Regions from separate parts of the Anser cygnoides genome. Here all the other regions are linked to region 1. The links are chromatin contacts, called in public Hi-C maps. All regions are on one chromosome and are shown on one strand. The core of a region is the stretch at or near the end of the contact, and the rest is flanking DNA. Distances in the headings are between cores, read along the strand shown.

The links. A called contact is a pair of places that touch in the nucleus more often than the background predicts.
Region 2: a Hi-C map of liver shows a contact between it and region 1, with 8 times the contacts expected there. The contact joins the enhancer-like site here to the promoter of ALDH2 in region 1. A contact is called at or near these places in 2 of 7 Hi-C or Micro-C datasets (both in liver).
Region 3: a Hi-C map of liver shows a contact between it and region 1, with 1.7 times the contacts expected there. The contact joins the promoter of PPP1CC here to the promoter of ALDH2 in region 1. A contact is called at or near these places in 2 of 7 Hi-C or Micro-C datasets (both in liver).

The regions. Positions count from the first base shown.
Region 1 is chr17:2,298,573-2,303,591 of Taihu_goose_T2T_genome, reverse strand. ALDH2 (aldehyde dehydrogenase 2 family member) reads left to right here and starts at 2,509. Exons shown (of 13, transcript XM_048073999.2): 1 at 2,509-2,686; 2 at 3,519-3,623; 3 at 4,598-4,738; 4 at 4,966-5,019. The coding sequence starts at 2,552. It overlaps ACAD10 (acyl-CoA dehydrogenase family member 10), which reads left to right. Exons shown (of 14, transcript XM_066979354.1): 14 at 988-1,680. The coding sequence ends at 1,053.
Region 2 is chr17:2,466,995-2,471,903 of Taihu_goose_T2T_genome, reverse strand. All of the region lies in intron 2 of CUX2 (cut like homeobox 2), which reads left to right. Among named protein-coding and RNA genes, the nearest start is that of CUX2, 14 kb to the left of the region's middle. Within about 2 kb of position 2,848, at least 2 of the 3 cell types and tissues checked have open chromatin away from gene starts, as enhancers often do. A contact at or near this core is called in liver, where this site is marked.
Region 3 is chr17:2,513,982-2,518,779 of Taihu_goose_T2T_genome, reverse strand. It overlaps PPP1CC (protein phosphatase 1 catalytic subunit gamma), which reads right to left and starts at 2,483. Exons shown (of 7, transcript XM_048073788.2): 1 at 2,223-2,483. The coding sequence starts at 2,277.

The DNA.
Region 1 (5,019 bases), core at 1,260-3,759:
ATCTTCAGACCTGGGGGAGAGTCCCCGGGTCTTCAAACACCGGGGCTGCCGCTCCGTCCCTCCTCCGTGCCCTGGGCTTGCGGTGCAGGCACCGTTCCTGGCCTGGGGGAGCAGAGCCCCCTCATCCCTCCGGTCCCTGCCTTCTCCCCGTCCATCGCACCGCTTCTTCCCTTGGCATCGCCCCTGCGCCCTCAGCTGTGGAAGCACGTCGTAAAGCTGGGGGGAGGAGGCCAGGGGTGGGGTCCTGCTGCCTGCAGAGGAAAGATAACGGCAGCGGGGCCTTAAACGGCTGAGCAGGCCCGGCCGAGGGCTGTCGCAGCGCTCCCAGGCTGGGCAAGAGCCAAGGGAAAGGGCCAGCTGGCGCTGCGGGGGCAGGGTTTGTCCCTGCGAGATGGAATTCGGCTGAACGAGGCAGCGCCTGGGCTGATCCTGCCATGCCCTGCACGGGAGCGCTCGGGTCCCAGAGGCTGCCCATGCCCCCAGTTCCCCGGGGAGAGCTTCTCGAGGGGAGCACAGCAGAGCTCAGCCTCTCTCTGAGCAAACACGAGTGCCTCCGGCCGAGGCAGTGGGCCCGCGGCCGCACTGTCACGGCCGGGGAAGGGCCAGGGGAGGACGGAGAAGGACGCAATGTGTCTCGTCTTCTTCCAGCAGGCAGAGTGCCAGAGCCAAAGCGGTGTCTCCGATGCTGACTGGGCAGGCCGCGGATCAGGCTAGCCGGGTGAGCAGGCACGTACACCTCACAGCTCATCCTCCTGTGGCCCAGATAAAGCAGCGGGGGGGGACACCTGCCTTTTGGGGCCGGGAGGAGCGCACCGGGAATGTCACACAGGCATTGCAGCCCGGGGCCAAAGAGCCCAAGGGGAGATTTGTCCTGTTTGCTCTGGGATCCTGGGCGTTCGGAAGGAGCTGAGGCATTTGCTGTCGGGCTTCCCTGGCCCTGCAGTCCCTTACTTGCCCCGCGTGGGCGTGGATCTCGCTCTCACACAGGTCTCTGGAGCAGAACATCGCAGCCGTGCAGACCCCAGCCCAGGCCTGAGCCCCACGCCCAGCTGAAGGTCCCACAAAGATCTGGCCGAAGGTCCCGCGTGCCTCACAGGACAGCAGGCTGCAAACCGGAGCTGAGACGGCGCTGGGGAGCCTTGGGTGTGAGGCTAAACCAGCCCCTCTGGCGTGGGAGGGGTCACGGTATCTGCAGCCTGCGAGCTTTTGAATTTCCGTGGTGTTTGCTGTCATCTGGATCAATAGCTGTGGGGCAAATTCCATCCCTGGGTCATGAGGCTGCAGGCACGAGCCTTGCAGCGGGGAGAGCCGGGCCGGGTTTGGGAATGAAGGAGATGGAGCAGAGCCTCTCGCCTTCAGCACATCCCCAGCACCCCGTGGGTGCTGGGACTCCCGTGGTGGGGGAACTGGGTCAGGTCCTGGAGGACTCTGGCTTCTGGGGAGTCCCTGGAGCTGAGGCCCCTGGAACTGGGAGGAACTGGGAGGAACTGGGAGGACTCCACGGCCCCGGGGCTGCAGTGGGTCTCTCTGGGTTTCCCTGGGGCGATGCAGATCAGCGGGGGGCTTCCAGTGCCCCACACGGAGCAGCAGCAGGGAGGACTGGGGGCTTGTGATCGTGGTGATTCCTGGGCTCTTCACGTGTTCTCTGGTATTAATTCAATATTGAAGTGCTGGGCGTAATTCTTGGCATTCACCGGCTTAACAAGGTCGTCTCTTCGGTATCCTCCGCCCGTTTTGCTCCCACTGGAAACTCCGCTGGGGATGGTGGGATGCGGCGGGGTCCTTGCAGTGATGTGGGTGGCGACGCCTGGCGCTGGCTCCTCCGGCACAGGAGCGCTCTCGCAGCCCAGGCCCGCAAAACCTCGTTATCTCAGCGCCCCTGCTGCCAGGGGAACGAGGGGTGCTGCGGGAGGGCCCCGGGACGGCCGTGCTGGCTGCTCAGCGCCGGGACCGTGGGGCTGCCGGGGAGCCCTGTAACCTGAGCTGCGCCTTCTGGAGCCGCAGGATGAAACCCGACCTCCCGCAGGCGTTCGGCCCCGAAGGAGGGGGGACTCCGGGAGCCTGCAGCCGCCTTGGCGCCTCCGGCCGCCTCGTCCCGCTGGCAAGCGGGATCCCGGGCTGAGCCTCGGAGGCTGGGGCTCCCCGGGGGGCGTCCCCTCGGTGCCCGCGGGGCGAACGCCACGAACGGGGCCGGGTCGGAGGCGCTGAGCCCCCGGGGGGAACGGGCTCGGGGCCGGCACAACCTCGGGGCAGCAGCGGCGCTGCCAGCCTCGGGCTGCCCGTGCGGGCACGCGGGTGGGCGGGGCGAAGCGAGGCGGGGGGCGTGGTTATGAATGGAGGGGGGCGTGGCGATGAGCGGCGGGGGCGTGGTCACGAGCGGCGGGGGCGTGGTTATGAATGGAAGGGAGCGCGGTGATGAATGGCGGGGGCGTGGCGCTAAGCCGCGCGGGGGGCGTGGCCACGCGGAAAGGGGGCGTGGCCACGCGAAAAGGGGCGTGGCGCGGCGGGGGGGGCGTGGCGCGGGTGGCGGCGCCGTGCTGTCGGTGCGGCGATGCTGCGGCTGGCGCTGCGCTCCCCCCGGCTCTGCCGGGGCCCGGCCCGCCCCGGGGCTCCGCTCTCGGCCGCCGCCGCCGCCGCCTCGCCCATCCCCGCTCCCAACCCGCGCCCCGACATCGCCTACAAGAAGGTAGGGCCGGCCCCGGGGGGGGGCGGCGGCAAGGGCTGCGCGGGGCGAGATGGCCGGGGGGATAAGCGGGGGGGCTGTCCCGACGCGGCTCGGGGTGTCACGGTATGGGTGGGGGGTGTCCCGACGCGGGAGGCTGTCACGACGCAGGCGGGTGTCCCGGTATGGCTGGGTGGGTGTCCCGACACGGCTGGGGGCTGTCCCGACGTAGGCGGGTGTCCCGACATGGCTGGGCCGGCGTCCCGACGCGGGTGGGTGGGTGTGTGTCCCGATATGGGTGGGTGATCCGACACGGGCGGCTGTCGCGACGCGGGCCGGGCGCTCCTTCCCCGCGGCCGTGGCCTGGAGCTCGGCGAGAGCGGGACCCGCCCCGGGCCGGCCCCGCTGCCCCGGCCCCGCTGCCCCGGCCCCGCTGCCCCGGCCCCGCTGCCCCGGCCCCGCTGCCCCGGCCCCGGCCGTGCCCGCAGGTCCCCGCAGGCCGCCGGGCTGCCCGACACCCGCTGCCGGGGCGATGCAGCCCCAGCCCCGCGGGTGAAACGGGGCGCGGCGCCGGCGCCCGGGGCGTTTTCCCCCCTCTCCCGAGGCTCCCCGGGGCTTCGGAAGGACCAGGTGAGAGGGGAGCCGCCGCGGTGCGGCTCCTTTTTGTCGGCTGGCGGCTGCTGGGCTGCCTAGGCCAGAAAATCGCCTTCAGATCCGCGTGGTTTTGGAGCCCCCCGCAAGCTGAGTCCCTGGAATTAAACAGCCTGCTAAGCAGCCAGCAAACAAATACAGCTCGTAGCGATTCCTCCTAGGTCTGGCTCCGAGGCGTGACACTGCTTCGCTTTCTTCCTTGCAGATTTTCATAAACAACGAGTGGCACGATGCGGTCAGTAAAAAAACCTTCCCAACTATCAACCCAGCGACAGGAGAAGTTATCTGCCAGGTTGCCGAGGGCGATAAGGTAAATATTCCCTCTGAGATCTGTTTGTTTGCAGCACGCAGGGATTGCGGAGCGGCTGACCTGCACCAATGCTGCGTCCAGTGCTGCTGCTGTCCTGCCCGAGCACTGCTCTCACAAAACCCCCCGGCTTTGCCTCTTCCCAGCGGCAAGCTGGGACTGGAAAGGGTGGGGAGGAACAGACGTGGTGTGGAGTGGAGCCTGTGCTGGGAGGAGCAGCCGTGGGTGGAAGCTGCTGGGCCAGGAGGGGATGAACGCTGAGACCCCTGCTGTGGTGGGAGCGTGACCCAGAGTCATGGCAGGAGTGGAAACAGAAGGCCAGGGTTGCCTGAACGGCCTCCACGTGCTGTGCACGTGTAGTGGGAGACCGTCCCCAGCCCAGGGAAGTAAAAAAAAAAAAAAAAAGAAAAAGGAGGGAGCAGCCATATAATTGCCCTGTGCTTTATGAAAGGCCCTCCTAGGAGTCTGTGGCACAGCAAGGTTTTGTTTCCCAGCAATTTGGGGCTCATCCTCCAGTCTGGAAACTCGCCTGTATTCCCCAGGGGAGGGGTGAGCGAGGGAACCCTTTGTTGTTTGCTTGTCCGTGGCGCAGTGGCTTGTCTTGGCGAGACCATTACAGCAAGGCAGAACAGAAAAAACAACTAAAAGCAAATTAATGTCCCGACTGGACAAAATGAGGGATTAGAGATACTTGATCAAGGAAAAAAGTGCTTTAGAATGTGCTAGTGAAATCAAATCCTGAAAGAGTGTCAAAGCAGACTTCTAAAGCTCTTTCCTTGCCTTGTTCTAGGATGCAAAGATTAACCCAGCAGATGATATTGCAGAAATAGTGTCAATATTTGCAGTCCACATAGCTGAAATAAGAGGCACAGGTGGTGTTTCCTCCTGGAGCCCAGGGAGGGCATCAGCTGCGTTGTGAGAGGGAGGCCGGGGCTGGTTGCTCCCTTCTCACCCCCCTTGCTTGGACTCCTCTGCAGGCCGATGTGGACAAGGCTGTTAAGGCAGCCAGGGCAGCTTTCCAGCTGGGCTCGCCTTGGAGGAGGATGGACGCGTCTCACCGCGGGAAGCTGCTGAATCGCCTAGCTGACCTGATTGAGAGGGACCGGGCTTACCTGGCGGTGCGTATCGCGCTCCGTGGTCCCTCGGCCGGGGCAGAGGCGGGTGGTGGGAGCCCATCGGTGTGGTGAGGGCGTCAGCCACAGCTAACTCTGAGCTGCCTGGGAACCTGAAAGTTAAAAAGCCAACATGCAGAACTGACACGAGGAGCAAACTGAGAATCAAATCTAAATCCGTACGTGTGGTATTCCTCGTCTCGTGCTTCAGGCAATCTCAATGTCTTTTGTAGGCGCTGGAAACTCTGGATAATGGCAAACCGTACTCCGTCTCCTACTTGGTGGAT
Region 2 (4,909 bases), core at 1,599-4,098, 170 kb before region 1:
CCCTTTGGCAGGTAGCGGGGACGTGCCTGGTTTTTAGGCCCGAGAAAGGCAGCGGCTCCTCTGGTGACTTATTAACTCTCCTAATTGCCTTTGTGTTTAGCAACGAAGTAAGCAAATGAACCGCGGATCGGTGCCTGGGCTTTGCTGTCCTTGCTCGGGCAGGAATGACCCCAAAAACGTGCCGCGGGTGCCGGGGTCCCCCCCGCGAGGGGAGCGGGTGGCAGCGGCAAGGTGGGGAGCGTCGCCGTGCTCCTTGATTTGCAATTTAAGGGAATGAAGGAAGGTTGCTGCTTCGCAGCGCCGGGTTAATTTGGGTCTGCGAAGCCGTGCTGGTGGCAGTCCCGAGGCTGGCCGGTACAACCTCTTGTGTCAGGAGCAGGCTGCACTAATTTCAGCTGGAATCACCGAGACCAGCACGTAATCTTGTCCTCCTTCCCCTGGGAGTTTTAAGCCATTCTTCCAGGGACGAGGCTCCTACAGCTTGGGGTATTCGGGTGTGTTAGGCACAGCCTCGGGGGACACGCAGGTCGCATTGTGGCAGAAGGCATCTTTTCCTTACCCATCCTTTCCTACCAGCGTGCATTACCTCCGCCTGGAAGGGTTTCTGCATTCGTCCCTTATTTTTGGCTAATAATTACAGAATAACAGAGCCCAGCATCCCTTCCAACACGGAGCAGATGGAGCGTCCTGAGCCTTAGCACGCTTCTGGCTCCGACAGCGCCAGCAGGTCCCGGGGCTGCTACAAGGCTTGTGCGGCACAGCCGCAGCTGCAGAACCACCGTGGGATACGGGATGGGATGTGGGATGTGGGATGTGGGATGCGGGGTGCCACGGCCCCCTCCTCTGCCCTCTGCAAGGGCGAGCTGCTTGGAGAGGCACCGGGGGGTCCCCTTTGGGCTGCACGTCCTTCCCGCTCGGCTGCAAGCCAAGGAGCCGCCGCTTTTAGCGTTACAGCCGGCGTGGGGTTTTTTGGTGACAAATACTCCGTAATGGATAATCCCAGCCCGCTACTTGAAAAAGCCATAAAAGAAAATAGCACGAGTGCTGGCTGCTGAGCCTGCCCGGAGCTGGTTGTTGGCACGCCAGCCGGTAATGCCGCCCGCTGCACGGCCGCAGCGCCGTTCACCCAAAAGTTTTGGGCTGCTGAAGCCTTTGCGGAGGCAAAAGACCCGATCAATTGCCAGCAAAATCTCTGTCTTTCCCCATTTTGTCTCTGAACGGCCACGCTGTCTACAAATGGTGTTGTTTCCTTGCCGTCCCCACGCTGGTTTCTCATTGCAATACCCTATTTTTTTATTTTTTTTTTTTTAAAGCAGCTACAATTGATAATTTAGCTTTGGATAAAGCAACCTCAGAGCTTTTATTTCTCAGAGGCCAAACATTGATGTTGTGTGAAATGGGAGCTTTGAGAAGTCTTTGTATGGAACTTAGCTTCCTGAAAAATTTATTTACTGCGACTGTGATCTGCAGGAGCGAATTGATGTTTATCTATAGTAGTTCTTGCCAGAAAAAAAAAAAAAATGCATAACTGCACTTTCTTCGGAAGCCTTGAAAGGCCTTTTAAATAAGTGTCTAATAGTAGGCTCTCAATAGCAAACAGCCAGCTTGATAGACAGTATACAGTATATTATTAACTATAAGCAGGCTTAATCTTTTTCTCATGTTTTAGAGAATGCTTTATAACCTTGTGGCCAAAGAATTCGTGATCGCCAGGTATTTGAAGCCAAGCAAAATTATACTGGCTGCTACCGCGGGGAGATCGATGCTGCTGGGAAGCGTGCGGGGCCGGGGGCTGCGCTCTGCAGCGTGCTCCTCGCCTTCACTGCTGTGTCTTCCCATGGCATGTCCTGTCCCCAGCAGATGAAGGAAGGTGTCTCTGAGACCCCCCCATGACATTTTGGGGTGCTCGGACATCCTCGGCTCGGTGGTGGCCGCATCCCGGCTGGGCTGGGCTTGCTCCTGGTGCTCGAGCGTGACCCGGCGGCTCCGTCTCCTCTGCTGCGTGGCTGTCACCCAGGGGAAGAAGGAAGGCTCTTTTTCAAAGACCTTGTGACTTTCTTGGCTGCACTGCTTGGGGTTAGGCAGTGTGCCGGAGGTAGGGCTGTTTTCCTGCAGAATGGGGCTCGGGTGATTTTAGTTTTTATTCTCTGTTGCGATCGTCCCGCGGGAGCTCCCCGGGCTCCCCGCGCTGCATCGCCTCTGCCACAGCCCCATGGGGCTGGGGGTGAGAACGTGTCTGGGGAGCAGCTCTAAAATCCAGGCAACAAATCTATCTTAAAAAGAAGAGCCGAGTGAATGATGTGCATATCTGCTGGTTCGAAACCAACCTCCCGAGCTTCCAGAGCTCGAGGTGGGTAGGACCCAATGCGACTCAGGATTTTTACCTTGAGCTCTCCAAACCCTCGTGTTTCCATCAGCAGAGGTCCCCACGGATAATCCTCCAGCTTCCTCCTTGCGCTCTTTTCCATTTTCCTGGCAAAAGCATAAACGGTTTCCTTTGGCTTTCCTGCCTTCTGTTTTGTTTGCTGTGAAATTTGGGGTTGAGCAGCAGCCGGAGTGGCGCAGGGTGCCGTCGGATCGGGCACACACTCGCTCTGGCTGCCCGCCCGAGCTTCCCATCGATTTATTGACCGCCTGCAGCCGCCTCAGAGGGCAGGATTTGGCCCAGGGGCCCAGGTGGCAGCGAGATGGGTCATCTGTGCCAGTCCTCGCCTGCTCGTGTCCCCCAGCCCAGCTGCAGGCAGGGTTCCCCCAGGCGAGGGGCAGCCGGAGCGGAGCTGCCCAGGAGCGCTCCCTCGCAGCCGTGTTTTTCTGCCTTTCCTCTATCGGATCCTGGGAGCGTTGGCCGGGAGTCAGGGGATCGATAGATGGTTAAGGTGATAAGTGGCTTTGCTAAAAACCAATTTTGCAGGGGGAGTTTGCAGGGAGGAGAGCGCAGAGGCTCTGCAGCCGCACCCCAGAGACTGGGGCAGGAGCTGTCCCCGTCCCCGTCCCCATCCCCGACCCCGACCCCGTTCCTATCCCCATCCCCACATGCAGCTCTCCTGCCCCAGCCAGACCCCACTGTGCCACTTTCCTCCTCCTCGTCAAAGTCCCAAATGGTCGAGCCTGAGGAATACGGTTCATTTTGGGTGCTAGCCAGTGAGTTTGGGAAAATCAGCAGTGAATGTGCCGGAGGCCGCTACGCAATTAAACGGTTAAACGAGCAGCGCTCGCTCAGTGGATAACTCACAGCCAGGCTCGGAGCCGGTGGCCCTGGTGGCATTAGGGTGGCAGCATTGACACGGGTGGGACTGGTGGGAGAGCACAGCGTGGGGACACCAGTGCTGCCTCCAGGCATTCCTGGTCCTATGTCCCCATCCCTGGTCCCACGTCACCGTCCCTGGTCCCACGTCACCGTCCCTGGTCCCACGTCACCTTCCCATCTTTGACCCCCAGCAGCCACTACATGGGTTTGTCAGGGCAGATGGAGGTGATGACATTGGAGATCTTCCTTTCTAGCTAAATTTTGCAAATCTTTTTGCTCCGTGGGCATGTCGGTGCCACCTCCCCTGGACGTGGTGGCGATGGCAGGGCTGGGTCCCTGCGTCCTCGCCCCAGCGGCTCTGCTGGGAGCCCCGGCAGCACCCGGCTGCTGCTCTGGGTTCGTACAGGTGGGATGTCTCAGCGCTTCCAAAAAATGGCATGTTTTTATTTTTTTATTAAACTTTTGGGATTTTCGTTTCAAATTCTGTTTTCTTGGCTTTCGCATTTGTTTTTGTGCCATTCCTCTTTACTGCAGTGCTCCGTTGCGCACCAGCAGCTACAACGCCCCGCGGCCGCGTTGCAAACTCTAGCTAGAACCACCTTATTATTTTATTTTTTTTAATCATAGGGGGAGGCCATTTGTGGATGCTGATTGATTGAAACATCTTATCTCCCGTAGTCAAAGTGTCTCCGGTTGGCGCTGTAATGAAATAGTTTGACGCTTTGACACAAGTGTCAAACACTTTTCCGACAGCACAAACAGCAGAGGCTTTGATCGAGGTGTCAAACCGTTTCCATTACCACAAGCAGCCACCCCTTTGATCTGGGGAAGGAGATAAGGGGTTTCAATCAGGACTAAGTAGCAGCTGCTCTTAACGATTTTAAAAATAAGAAAATATGCAATAATTGAATAGTTAAGCTATTATGTCATGTTATAAAGTAGTCCTCGTGCCGTGGAGCGAAATAATGTAGGCGTAATACTAATGGCAGGAACGATAAACATGAGCTGCTAAACTAAAAAAAATAATGATAAAAAAAGAATGTTTTCTTCTGGGAGGTGTTCAGAATTGGTTTTCCCAGTATTTCAAGCGAGGACATCTTCAGAAATGCCTTTTTCTGGAGGAAATGAATCCTGTTTTTCACGGCTGTGGCATTCTCGGTGAAAGAAGACGCGCAGCGTGGGGGGAGCCGCGGGAGGTGCCGGGGCTGCGTGGGGCCATTTCTTTCCCAATTTGAGTAAAAATGGATCAAATTCCTCCCTGGTGTAGCTACGTTGGCATTAGGCAGGCTGGCGGCAGGTGAATTTGGGCCGAGTGTGTCCAACTAAAAGCCAGAGCACCTGTCTGAGCGCCAGCTTCATAAGCAAACGCCGCATGAGCAGCTGAAGAGAATTTACGTGACACACCAAAATTAGCAGGTTACGGCAAATAATCAGGTTTCTGCACCTCCTCCTCTTCCCCCTCCTCTGCATGGACGTTGTCTCTCTATGTTGGTCTTCTCGCTTTGGAAATTTTGCTGTTAGTGGCTGTTTTAGAAAGATTTTCCCTGCAGACATCTGTCCCCCAGGTGTCCCAGCAGTGGGGCGCGGGACGTGCCGTGGGGAGCGCCGTGTCCCCTGTCCCTGTCCCAGTCCCTGTCCCCCCATGGGATGCAGGGGATGTTG
Region 3 (4,798 bases), core at 1,234-3,733, 220 kb before region 1:
CTTGAAACAATTCTGGTACAGACGCTTCAGGCTTCATATAACTAACATCCTGCAGTTGTTCTACCAGCACTGCACTGAAAACAATGCCACATAATGCAGAAATGCATCTTAAATTTCTTTGCTTGTTCCAAATCGGATGGGAAACCTCACACTTCGGATTCTGCCCCCCAGTTTAATACCATGCAGATCCGCACTTCAGAAGTTCAGTCTTGTCACCTACCTACCTGCACCTTAATAATGCCAGGGAAAGGATGAGTCAAATTTTAAAGCACCAGAGAACGGTGCCTGCACGGTAATTCACACAATTCATCACTCCATGCAAAATGCAGCGCTTGCAAAAATGCAGCATTGCTTTGCCCTTTCTGGGGAAAAAAAAAGTAAAAAGACTACCACAAAGGTCAATCATCACTGTCTGAGAAAGAAGTTTAAAATGGACACTTAATAAGCAATACACAAAATACACCCTAGCACAGGCTACTAACATAGGTAATCATTTTAAAAACTGAAAGACGATCATTGCCTCAAGAAATCTGAAATCCCTGCTGAAATGTCAATAAAAAATTAATTTCAGCTCTGGCAGCTGATGCAACCTGAAGTAATAGCATCTTTAGCTACATGACCATCTCTTAAAAGATCTTGTCAGTAAGCCTTCTGAAGCCTGATTTACGAGCTCCCATCTCCTCCAAACGTGTAATACTGCTATAAGCCGGGTAAGACCATAACATATCAACATTGTACCTCTTATTACTTTCTGAAACTTTAAACAAGAATCATCATTCAAAATCACTCGGATTTCTTTCCATGCTTACATTGTGCCATGTCTTTAATATTAGCGACTTACGCTGAGAAAACCGCATGAGTTGCACTAGATCTAATCAGGTACGAAATGTATTATCTGCAGTAAAACTGAGCATGTATTAATAAGGCACCAGACATATGACATATAGGACCTGACACCTACAAAGTGTGCTACTAGAGTTTCAGGAAAATCCTGGTCTAAATTTATGAAGGGAAGCCTTTAAATAATTTAAGCCAGGGTAGTTTAAATTGGTAACAGGCAAACCAAAACGGATCAGAGAAAAAGCCCTACTTACTTTTACTTATTCTAGCTCAGTAATCCCATAATACACCTATTGGATTTTTAATTCCGAGTAATTTCTGTGGTAGCACTACTGTCCCTCTGCCTGTCCTTTTGCTATCCAGGCCATTACACCGAGCAAAATTTTATAAGAAGGAAAAAGTGTAACATAGCTGAAAGACATTTCCTTACTGTTTGCTTCAACATCATCTTAGATGACTTTGTGCCAAATGGAAATAACGTTAAACCCCTGATCAACCTCTTCAAGTGCTTAAGAGATGCCTGCCCCAACACACATGAAATTCGGCTGGATCAGGCTAGCTCCCTTCCCTAAATAATTCCTTCCTTGATGCCTTAAGAAAATGTGTCACCAGCTACTTCCAACACGGATCAGATGACAACTGCAGCCTGGTGCTGACCCCTGCAACCAAAAGGAAGATGCTGAAGACACCCCCTGGAACTTGTAGGTTTCCCTTTGATTTAGGGGCTTCCATGCAATCTTTTTCAACCCTAGGTGCTAACAAGACAATAAGCCCTTCCACGTACTGTCTGCAACAGCATAACCCAACCCTCAATTGAGACCAAAGGAAGCTACCATATGTTACAAACTCAGAGCCCAATGGTAGTATTAACGCAGGAGCTAATCAATGCTAAAGCCACGGCGTCCTAAAGCCCGTGGAATTCCCCTGCAGACTTTCTGAGGAGCTGCCCCGACAGGCTCTTTAAACTCCCCAGCTCCGACTTCCAGAGCCCCACGACTGCCCAGCCAAGCGCAGCCCCCACGTGCGTGCAAGCGAAAAATGGGGGGGAAAAAAAAAAAAAACAGAAAGAAAGGCCAGGAGCATCCTGAAACGCTCCCCCACGACGATAAGGAGCAGCCCCCCGCCAGCTGAAAGGGGAGGCCGGCAGGACCCCGCGATGCTCGGGGGCCGGGGGCAGCGGAGCTCCAGGACCCGTGGGGACCCCCGGGAGGCCTCAGAGCCCCTCGCCCCCCAATTTTGCCCCCCCCCCCAAAACCGCGGTCGTGGCCGAGCGGGGGACCGAGGGGGGCCCCGCCGGAGGCCGCTGCCGGGCGGGCTCGGGGGCCCGGTGCCGGCCGCCCCCCACCTCCTGTCCCCCCCCCGCCGCCGCCGCCGCCCCTCACCCTCCAGCAGCCGTTGGATGATGCTGTCGATGTTGAGCTTGTCTATATCCGCCATCGCCTCGCAGCGGCCCGGCGGACCCCTCCCCGCCGCTCCCCTCCCTCCGCTCGCCGCTCGGCAGGGCCCGGCTCCTCCGCTCGCCCCGTGCCGCCGGTCTCTGCCCGCTCCCCCGCCTTCTTCTCCCCTCTCGGCTCCGAGCCCCCCCCGCCGCCGCCGCCGCCTCCCCCCTCGGCAGAGCCCCGGCGCCCCACAAAATGGCCGCCGTCCCCTCAGCGGGCTCGGCCGGCGCACGGATACGGCGAGCGCGCGGCGGCTCACCGGAAGCCCTTTATAGGCCGGGCGGGAAGAGCGCGGCGGAGGCGGGGCGCGCACTGCGGCTCCGAGCCCGCCCTCGGCGGATCCTTCCGCCGGCGGGCGGGGAAATAGTGCGGGGCTGCAGCCCGTTCCCGGTGCTGTGGGGGCTGCCGTGACCGGCCCGGCCTCGGTCTGTGGGAACCGGGCCGTGGTGGGGAGCTGCAGGCCGTTCTGTGTGTCCCGGTGGAGGGAGGTTGGGGTGTGTCTCCCGTCAGGGCTGCCGCCTCATGGCGCCACGTGCCCGTGACCCATGAGGGGTGCAGGTGCCTACCACGGGCCAGCCGCTCCCCGGCCCTAAAATAGGATGAATGTCACCCAAAACACGCCGGCAGCTGGCATCTCCCCCGGCAGGTGCACCAGCCGACAGCTCTGTGTAACCTCAGACACACGCCTCTCCCCGTCCAACTCCAAAGTGCACACGTACAGCGCTTGGAAATTCATAGGGAGCCTGGCCAGAGAAATTGGCATGCTCCTTCAAGAGCGTCTGGCCATTTTATTTCACGTTTCTGTTATTATTTTGTCCTGAGTGTAGCAAAGGCTTGGCTACAAGCAACTAAATGAGGCTCCTCTCGTAAACTGGAATGCATCTGCAAGGGAGATGGGCTGTGCGGGCCCTTCCCCCTGTTCGGGTTGCATCTCTGATGGACTATTGTTTAATTGCTTTATTTCCTCCTGCTTTGACTTGCAGGGATGGCTGCGTCAACCTCTTCTCCCCTCCCTGCGCCAATTGCTGCCACCGTGCATGCCGGATGCCTCATGGTGACAGTTATATAACATCCATAACCGGCTGCCGTGGCGGCGCCGGAGCAGAGTTCAGGTCCCCGAGGGCGATAACACGAAGGAGTCGCCGTCTCAGCACACCTTAGGTCTGGCGGGAGGAAGGAGATAAGAGGACATGGCCAGACACTACCCGAAACTCAGGGGTTTTGTGCGCTGCAAAACGAAGCTTCGAAACGCCCAACTTCCCCGAGCCAACGCTTATCGTAATGAGCACGCCCCAGCCGATACGCTAATCTCAGTCACGCTGGTGTAAGCCCAAAGTAACCCCGTTGAAGACAATAGAGTTACTTCAGATTTACTTCAACGTGACAGCACTTGCAGATTTACATCTATTTTTGTGCTGCACCTTCCCCGGGAACGGCCTCCCAGCTCTTTTGCGCCGAATGCTTTCTTTCTCTTGCAAATCCTTTCAAATTCTGCAGAGCGAGTTATTCCCTTGGATTTAACTAAATTATTCAAAAGGGGAAATTGGTCCTGTGTTTCCCGAGAAACCTTCCCGTCCTTGTTTCCCTCGCTGGAAATGTCTTACATCTTATCGCGTCCGTCAGCTGTTGCCCCCTCTCCCCTGGCACCCCTCCAGGGATGAGTCCTGCGAGGACCAGAGCACCTTTTGTGGGGTGCTGAGTCCCCTTCACTCCTGTTAACGCTTTGGGAAACAGGGTGGAGGGGGAGAGCTCAGCACCTTCCAGAATGCCACCCAGGACGTTTGCTCCTATAGGTATGGGAATTCACTGGATCATCATACATCTGAAAGGAGGGATCTGGCCCTTCAAACGAAACTGGTCAGGGCAAGGAATGCGTCTCACTTGACGAACCAAATCAAGCAAGGTCCAAAGCACCGCCAGTTCGCGTTAAAAGAGGCATAGCCGAGGGGAAAGGAGGGAAGTGACAGATGAAGGCAGATCTGTCAAGGCCCTGTCATCACCTCGATAACCAACCCGCCTCCCTGCGGCTCCGCGCCCAGGTCCCAGCGCTCGCTGCGAGTGCTTGGTGTCCTGCTCGGAGGGGGCCTGTGGGTTTTGCACACAGTTTTTTTGCGTTTACATTTTTGCTATGTAGACGTAAAAAATAAGGGCCCTTACCTAACAGCGGTAAACTCCGAGACAAGGCTGAGATGTTAAAATGCCACTGCAGAATTATCGTTTTCATAAGCTAATTTTTCTCTGCTGAAAATAACAAGCCTTGCCCCACAGCAGCTTCTCCGATTAGAAAAGGGACACAGCCAAGGTGTTATAAATAACCTGAAACTATTTTCTTCTCCAGTGTTGCTCACCATAATGATTTATTTCTAGAAGGGGAACAATCAGGGAAATCCCTTTGTCCTTAAACTCTGCGCACAGGCTTGAAGCGTTCAATAATTCTGAAGCTCACAGTTCGCATCTCCCCGCCCTTTCTGTGTTTCTCCACAGTTTGTGTTCTAGTTTGCTAAATACATGATGATGTA